2 separate regions of the Mus musculus genome follow, and region 2 is linked to region 1. The links are chromatin contacts, called in public HiChIP or PLAC-seq maps. All regions are on one chromosome and are shown on one strand. The core of a region is the stretch at or near the end of the contact, and the rest is flanking DNA. Distances in the headings are between cores, read along the strand shown. Region 1 overlaps Rgs6 (regulator of G-protein signaling 6). Region 2 overlaps Dpf3 (D4, zinc and double PHD fingers, family 3).

Region 1 (4,085 bases), core at 616-3,115:
TGAGAGAAGAACATGCAGATAGATAGGACCTAGCTGTAAGTCAGGGGTCATATATTTGACCCCTGGGTCTTTTCAGAGCCCCAGAGGAAAAGCAGCAGCATTGCCACCATGTATCCTTCTCCTGAATGCCACCTTAAGGCCTGGCATATGTGCCCGTGTGCCCCATGATCCTGTTATGAAGGGTCATGTTCCAGGCCAAGATGATGGCCCCAATGTCTATAAACTGATTCAGTTATATTGTTGTTTCCAGTGTGTGTGTGTGTGTGTGTGTGTATGTGTGTGTGTTTGTGTGTGTGTGTGTGTGTGTGTATGTGTGCATGCACATGCATGCATGCACATGCAGGAGCTCACAAGCACGCATGTCCATATGCATGGTATGGTGTGTACATATACAGAGGTCAGAGGAGGATGTCAATTATCCTGTTCCATTGTCCTTCCCTTTCTTGCCTTGAGACAATGTCTCACTGATCTTGGAATCTTGGAACTAGGCTGGCAGCCATCAAGCCCCAGAGATCCAACTCTCCTGTCTCTGGCCCCTGCTGCACTGGGTTTGTAGGCACATGCAACAGCCATACCCAGTTTTTCACATGGGTGCTGGGAGTTCAAACCCAGGTCCTCATGTTTGCACAGCAAGAACTCTTACCCACTGAGCCATCTCCTCAGACTCTTTTGGCTATTTTTAAAGTTGGACTTGTTATTTAGAGATACTTGTAGATACCAGAAAGTTGTTAAAGAATAGAGAGATGGACTTGTTTATTCAACTCCCTCATGGCAGCATCTTGAGAACCTGTAGCAGACTACTGCATTCATTGTAACGGTGTAGCAGCATCCTTTGATTTCATTTGGGTTTACCAGTTGTACATGTATTCATGTGTACTCCATCCTTCACACCTGTATCACCTGTGTACATGTGTCAAGATTCGGAACCACCCATCACCACAAAGATCCTTCCTGTTGCCTTATAACCACCCATTTCTCCCATCCCTAACCTCTGGCCATTACTAATCTATTTCTCTAATCCATCCTTTTAAGAATATTCTATCAATGGAATCATATAGTACAAGTGAGGGCCAAGTTTTTCATTCATCCTAATTCCCTTGAGATTCTCCCTAGTTTGAGTGTATACCAGTAGTTTATTTCTTCCAATTGCTGTTAGTTATTGTGGCTATAACCATTAAATACCCCAACATGACACCCAGACCTGAACAAATCCTTTGAGACATGAACCTCAAGGATCTCTTGCTTTGTGAGAGAAAAATACCATTTTGTTTGTTTCTTTATCTCTTGGTTTACATGAGATGTGGGCGAGGTGGGACACATGGCAAGTTTTCCTCACTCCATTCAAACATTCCTAGGTTCCTTTGCCCACCCACCCCCAGGTCAGTTGGGTTGCAGTTTCCTTTAGCTTCAACTGATGGTTCCTTCTCTGTCTCTCTACTCCCCTCCATCTCCAGGAGCACATCTACAAGCTGATGAAGAGTGACAGCTATGCCCGCTTCCTACGGTCCAACGCTTACCAGGATCTGTTGCTGGCCAAGAAGAAGGTATCTTGGGAAGGGCGAGCTTGCCTTTCTTAGCACTGTCGACTCTTGCTGCTGCTTGCTGCTGGTGTGAAATGAGAATATCATCCCTTGGGTTTTATTTATTTTTTTCCTTTCTTCTCTCCCCTCCTCTGTCTGCTACCCTCCGATCGTAAACAGTGAGGAAGGTTACAGTTCCAGATGTCCCCCTTCCCCTGATATACAGGATATGCAGTCTGCCTTAGTGTCTCCGGGCCTCTGCCTGCCTGTTTTGCCTGTAGTGAGAGGAGTGTGACCAGATATCATTGCCAAAGTAGCTCAGCTCCAGAAAGTCAGGTTGGCAGTGACCCAAGCAAATCTCTTAGGATACCAGAGAGACTTTCACTGCCAGTTTCCTCTAGTCACTCTCAACAGTCCTTCCCTCTTTAGCCAGACTAGAAAGGGAGCAAACGAACCCAACCCCGTCCTGGGAAAGAAAGGTCTTGTCGATGTTAAGGGGATCTTTTAGCTATCCAAATAATCGCCAAGATTGGCCATGGGTCTCTCCTTACAGCACTGTTGCCTCTAAAGTTCTTCTTCTTTGAACCAGGAAGTAACTACATTCCAGCCACTTCCTCCTCTTCCACTTGAAATTAAATCATGGCTCTTACAGCCCTTGGAGTCTTGGTTCACAGAACCCTAAAGCCCTCAGCATGCAGGTGGTGAGGGTCCCTAGAACAGGGCCAAATTTAGCTGGATTTCTGGAGAGAAGGAATATAGAATGGTACATGGGGCTAGGAAAGGGAAAGACAAGAGGGGGCTCATGGGTCTGGAGAGCCTGCCAATCCTCTGTCCACTTTCAGCTCCCAATCTACCACTTCCAATCTTACTGCATACATATGCGTGCGCGCACATGCACACACACACACACACACACACACACACACACACACACACACACACACACACCTTTCTTCTTCACACCAGGTCTTCAATCCCTGTACCCAAGCACACACTTGTCCACCCACAGGCTTTCTGTCAGATCGCCTCTCAACCCCACATCCTTCTCTGTGTATTGGCAACTGTACCTCATGTTTGCCTGTCTGCCTATCTGGTTGGTGCCATGTAACTCCAGAGTCCCGAAGAACATCTATGTCCACCTTCCTGTTCTTAGACAACCATCAGAAGAACTCCCAAGACTCTGGGAAAGATGAAAGGAGTTCTGGAAGGTCTGTTGTCAAAAGTTCAGCTCTGGTGGTTCCCAAGCCCTTCCTTTGAATATAGACCCTGGGTTAGAGAATGTGAAAACTAGTCTTTTGCCAATTCCCTTGTTGGAGGATGGATTCTAGTAGAGGGAGGCTGAGGCTTCCACACACAGTGACTCTGGTACCCACTATTTAAGCACTGGAAAAAAAAGATCAAGGTTATGGACTTGGAGTACTTATACCCCAAATCTCAGGGGAGAAATTCAAACAAAGCATTTCTTATTTCTTGAGGCTCAAGCCCCCTAAACTGACCATGTTTAGGGGACACTTATGGCTCTAACAATTTCATCAATCTGTGCCTACCTATGTAAACCTTTGGGTCAAAAGCATTTCGTCTCCCCATGGGTGTGAACGCAAATGGAAGAATCACTTCAATCCAGGAAGTGGGCTGAACCAGCTGAGTTTGTAGATCCTCCCAACAGCACAGCCTTCAGGAGGTCAGTGGAGTGTGGGAAGGAATTAACCCCTCCCTGAGAAAAGTTACAAATGAAGGGCATCACAGTTATCCCTGAGCCCTCCAATTAAGGGATGCTCTTACAGCACAAAGCCCGAGCACTGGCTGATCTCTTTTCAATAGTGGTGCTTTCCCATCCATGTCTTCCTGAGAGTCTCTGGGCATCAGATTTGATACTCAGCACCTTCAGGAAGGCCCAGAGCATCTTCTGATTCCAGTGGTGCTCACCCTGTGATAGCAATACCCAGTTTACAGAAGGGTGTGTGAGATTTCCGACCTCCAACCACAGAGGTAGGGTAAGAATTGGCCTCCATTTTAGGCCTAGAGTCATGCCTGGTCGAGTCCAGGAGCTCAGCCTTTAGTTCTCTCTTCCCCAACTCTTGCTCTCTTCTGCTATCTTCGGAGGAGAGGGTAACTGCTCTGGAGAACTAGATTCTAAGGGTGAGGGATCTGGATTTTGATAGACAGGGATGATGTTGTGATGCTGGGATTCTACAGCAGCTCAAAGGAGACCCAACTAGATGGCTAGGGAATAAGGATGTCAGCTCCAGAATTCTAGACCTGGAACGGGCTTGACTTGTCTCAGTAGCTACCATCTGATACCTTTAGGGTGAGCACTGAGCTTTGCCATCTCCGTAGCAGAGTGGATTTGGGCCAGACACGGATCCTGAAGGTCAAATATGAGATGAAAGCCCATCTAAACCCTATGGACATGTGTCATTTGTGTTGTGTGTTTTCCTTCTACAACTTCCTATCTGTCTTTCCGGAGCTGGCTGAGTCAGCAGAGGGCATGGGTGGATGCCAAGGACAACTGCCTTTGCCAGACCCCTCTGCTTCTAGCACATTCCAGACCCACAGGCACACCTA
Region 2 (4,085 bases), core at 1,102-3,601, 210 kb after region 1:
AAATGTCACAGGCACCAGCGAGCTTAGTACATCTGCCCTGAAGCTGCCATTTGCCTGGAACACACACAGTGAGTTGGGGGCTCCCAGGAGGTCAGCTCACAGAGTTGCAGGAACATTGAAGTGCTGTGTAGGTGGCAGCAAGAATACCAGCTTCCAACCTGGGTGTGATGACAAGCCACAGGAGGCTTTGAGCAGAGAGAGGCAGAGCGTTGCCTATAGAGTAACAGGGTCACTCTGAAGGACAGTAAACACAGAAATGGGGAGACCACAGAGGAGGTGTTGCACTACTTACAGAACCCCAGGATAAGCCTGTGCTGGGAGGAAGCTGGCAGAATAGGGGCAAAGCTCTTTCCTCAGAGAGCTTAGCCTCTCCTTGTCAGACCCAAGAGTACACTGGGCAGGAATGAGTGCCCCGGTCCCCAAGCAAGGGGGCTTCTTTCTATATGTGACAAATCTAGCCAAGGACAGATGCCCAATGCTAGGGGCACCAAGGTGTGAATTCTTATCTGGGCAAGTCCACAGAGGCATGGTTCTCCAAAAGAAAGAAGAGCAGCTTCCACCAAGGGCAGAAGATGAGCTTCAGGCATATGGGCCTGCCTAGCACAGCACATTGCAGCTCTACGCCCCTGTGTATCACAGGACAACAGCTATAGTAAAAGCGGACAGTGGATCCCACAACCAGGTTCCAAGAACTCTCCTCAACATAGAAGATGCTAGAATGAGGCTTTGGGGGGGAAACTCAGAGATATAATGTGTTCCTGGCTCCAGACCAGACAGCACACAATTTCCCTGCAGTGCAGCAAGCTGTCTGTAATAATTTTCTCGCTGATACTGAGGAGTGTCGCACACAGTCTTTGTGGAGGTCCCCTGAGCCCATTCCACAGTGTCTGGGGAGGCAACATCTCTATGCCTCCTCACCCTGCCTCCACTCCACATGGCCTTTAGAACAGACCTAAAAAAGAAAAAAAGTCTACCATTACCCACGTTTCATATGTGAAGAATCAGGGTCTGGTCTCCCAGGTAACCGCCCAAGCTTCCAAAGCTAGTGATTGAGGGATCTGAACTTGGATCCAGGCCTTGTGGTATCTATTCAGTGTTTTCTTTCTCCAGTAGATTATGAGAATAGGAAAGGAGTCTATAACCTATGACTAAATATAGGCCCAGGACAATGACAGAGCTGGACAGGAAGCCCAGCTCTAGGCCAAGGCATCTCCGTCTCTCAACTTCCCTCATCCGGGAAAGTATATAGGAGAACTCAGTGTGTTCTCCCAGCTTCATTTAACAAATCGTTATCATTCATGTACCATGTCCCAGGCCTTATGCCGGCTTCTAGGGATGCAGATGAAGAAGATGGGTCCCTGCACTGTGCCTGTCCATGAGAAGACCGAGGTGGGAGGAAAGTATGCAAGAGCAGACTTAAGTGATTCTCAGGCTTCGGGCCCCTGCTCTAAACATGGGACCCTCTGGCCCATCTACAAAATGAAGCCTTGGAAGCTGCAGCAGCCATGCGGCTACTCTGCCCTCTTCTAGCTCCAGGCCTTGGTCCCTTGTCAGGAACACAAGCAGTGCCAAAACAGCCCCTAAGTTCTATTGACTCCAGTTCTGCCACCCGAGACTTCAGGAAGCCAGGGAGCAGGTGCCGGGGCACCGGCAGTTGCAGCATGAAGAAGGCTGAAGGCCTGCCCAGCTAGCTACCTTCCTCCCGGGAGCCACCAGGAGCAGAAGAGGCGGCCAATGCGGGCATCTAGGATAGATGGCTGCAGGCTCTGACATTGCAGGAAAGAGATAAATGACAGGTCATTTCCCTGGATGCACTTGAAGGCATCCATTCTCCTGGCCATACCAAGCCCAGAAACCCCCACACACACAGAGACAGATAAACACTGACAGATGGGGGGTGGGAGCCGGCATCCTTCTCTCTTGGAAGGACACAGCGGCATCCATAGCAGGCCCAGCAGAAGGTCACGCTGGCCACTGGCTCACACCTAGCTAAGGGCTTTACTTCTCCACTGCCCTCCCTTGTGCCCACCCCCACCCGACTCATCCATCTAAGGAGTGCGCCTGGCAGAGGGGGATGGCTGGGGGGCACAGGAGCCCGCCGCCGACAGCCCCATCAATCTCAACCTACATGCCTGGCACATCAGCGTTCCTTAAGCTGTTCCTGGACGGGAGGGTGTGGGGGGGGGGGCTGTCTTGGGGAGAAGAGAAATCACATCAAGCATCAGAGAGCAAATGGTGGAAGAAGCCTAGAGACTATTAAAATGTGGGCCATGGACAAAAACAGTAGGGAACTAATTAAGATGCAGGATTTGCAGGAGCTGAGGAAGTTGGCCACTGCCTGCTCCCATCTGTGGAGTTCTGGCAGTTCCATGCAGCAGGGACAGCACCCTGGGCAGGCTCAGACCTCCTCCTGAACCTTTCCCTTGGAGGTGCCCCTCTGAGGGTCTTTGTCCCTGGTTTGTTGGCTACCTTATGACTTTCTCTGCTTTGGGGCATCCTGAGCTACAGTCTCCCACCCTCCTGTCAGTCCCCCCAGCAGCCAGAGGAAGGAAGGAAGTACACCCTGCCTGGTCATTCATCTCTAGTCATTGAAAGGCTGCCCAGAACAAGAAAACGAGGAGAAGGAACTAGAAGCCATTTCTGGCAGCCTTCCCTCCTGCTACCCTTGGGATTCTGCAGGAAGGGCAAAGAGCCTGATGCTGCCTGAGTGATTCAGGCCAGGGGTGCTGGCAAGGCCTCAGGTTCGAGGGGAGCAGGAAAGATTCCGACGTCTAAAGCTCTCCATTTTCAAGCACCTGGATAAGTGTGTGCGTCAGGTCCTAGAGAGAACAGTGCCAGTCCTGACCTGCTCCCTGTAGTAACCCTTGGCTTCACCACCGACACCCTTGAGAAATTAACTTCCTCATCTGCACCACAGTTTCCCATTCTCTAATATGAAGATATATCTCTGTATCTTCCCAGGGCCACAGGGACCAAAGGTCTGGAGTTGAAAGATGCTCAACTAGTCAAGCATTTAATCCACAGAGATATTAAGGAATAATTCCCCCCACCCACCAAAAAAAAAAAAGTTTAGTGTTGTGCACCATAAGTCCCAGCACTCTGGAGGCAGAGCAGGTGGATCTGTATAAGTTTGAGTCCAGCCTGGTCTACATAGTGAGTTCCAAGACAGCCAGAGCTTCATAGTGAGACCTTGTGTGCTGGCTGGTTTTGTGTGTCAACTTGACACAGGCTGGAGTTATCACACAGAAAGGAGTTTCAGTTGGGGAAATGCCTCCATGAGATCCAGCTGTAAGGCATTTTCTCAATTAGTGATCAAGGAGGGAGGGCCCCTTGTGAGTGGTGCTATACCTGGGCTGGTAGTCTTGGGTTCTATAAGAAAGCAAGCTGAGCAAGCCAGGGGAAGCAAGCCAGTAAGTGACATCCTTCCATGGCCTTTGCATCAGCTCCTGCTTCCTGACCTGCTTGAGTTCCAGTCCTGACTTCCTTTGGTGATGAACAGCAGTATGGAAGTGTAAGCTGAATAAACCCTTTCCTCCCCAACTTGCTGCTTGGTCATGATGTTTTGTGCAGGAACAGAAACCCTGGCTAAGACACCTTGTCTTGAAGGAAAAAAGAAAGAAGGAAGGAAGGAAGGAAGGAAGGAAGGAAGGAAGGAAGAAAGAAAGAAAGAAAGAAAGAAAGAAAGAAAGAAAGAAAGAAAGAAAGAAAGAAAGAAAGAAAGAAAGAAAGGGAAGGAGGAAGAGGTAGAGGAAGGAGAGAGGGAAGAAAGGAAAGGAGGAAGGGAGGGAGGGAGGGAGGGAGGGAGGGAGGGAGGAAAGGTTAGAGGTTCCTTCTTGAATGAAATAGCTTTTGCCTACTACCTGCCCTGCTTCACAGCTTTCTCATCTGCTGACACCCTCCCTCTGAAGCATAGAGATCTCTTCTTGGAGGAGTGACCAGGAGAAGGCCCCTCACTAGCCCCAGATTTCCTGCTGTAGGAAGTGCAAGCTACAGAGACTACTGTCCTCAGCTGTAACTCAACTGAGAGAAACAGTGTGGTGTGGGTTGTCCTTCAGACACCAGGCAGGTGGGAGACTATGAGACCT

What was found. HiChIP or PLAC-seq counts read pairs in DNA pulled down with a chosen protein or histone mark.
Region 2: a contact with region 1 is called in an H3K27ac HiChIP or PLAC-seq map of neural progenitor cells, with 6 times the contacts expected there. The contact joins two enhancer-like sites. A contact is called at or near these places in 7 of 484 Hi-C or Micro-C datasets (the G1E-ER4 cell line, cerebellar granule neurons, cortical neurons and 3 more), 2 of 115 datasets of contacts at active chromatin or transcription factors (neural progenitor cells and stem cell-derived neural progenitor cells) and 1 of 9 other capture datasets (liver).

Annotation. Positions count from the first base shown.
Region 1 is chr12:83,132,201-83,136,285 of GRCm38.p6, forward strand. It overlaps Rgs6 (regulator of G-protein signaling 6), which reads left to right. Exons shown (of 17, transcript NM_015812.4): 16 at 1,455-1,544. It overlaps Gm51988 (a long non-coding RNA gene), which reads right to left. Exons shown (of 3, transcript XR_003950211.1): 3 at 1,527-1,605. Among named protein-coding and RNA genes, the nearest start is that of 1700030I03Rik, 13 kb to the left of the region's middle. Within about 2 kb of position 1,866, at least 26 of the 459 cell types and tissues checked have an H3K27ac peak or open chromatin away from gene starts, as enhancers often do. A contact at or near this core is called in cortical neurons and neural progenitor cells, where this site is marked.
Region 2 is chr12:83,340,405-83,344,489 of GRCm38.p6, forward strand. The region is part of intron 3 of Dpf3 (D4, zinc and double PHD fingers, family 3); the gene reads right to left. Among named protein-coding and RNA genes, the nearest start is that of Dpf3, 150 kb to the right of the region's middle. Within about 2 kb of position 2,352, at least 39 of the 459 cell types and tissues checked have an H3K27ac peak or open chromatin away from gene starts, as enhancers often do. A contact at or near this core is called in cortical neurons and neural progenitor cells, where this site is marked.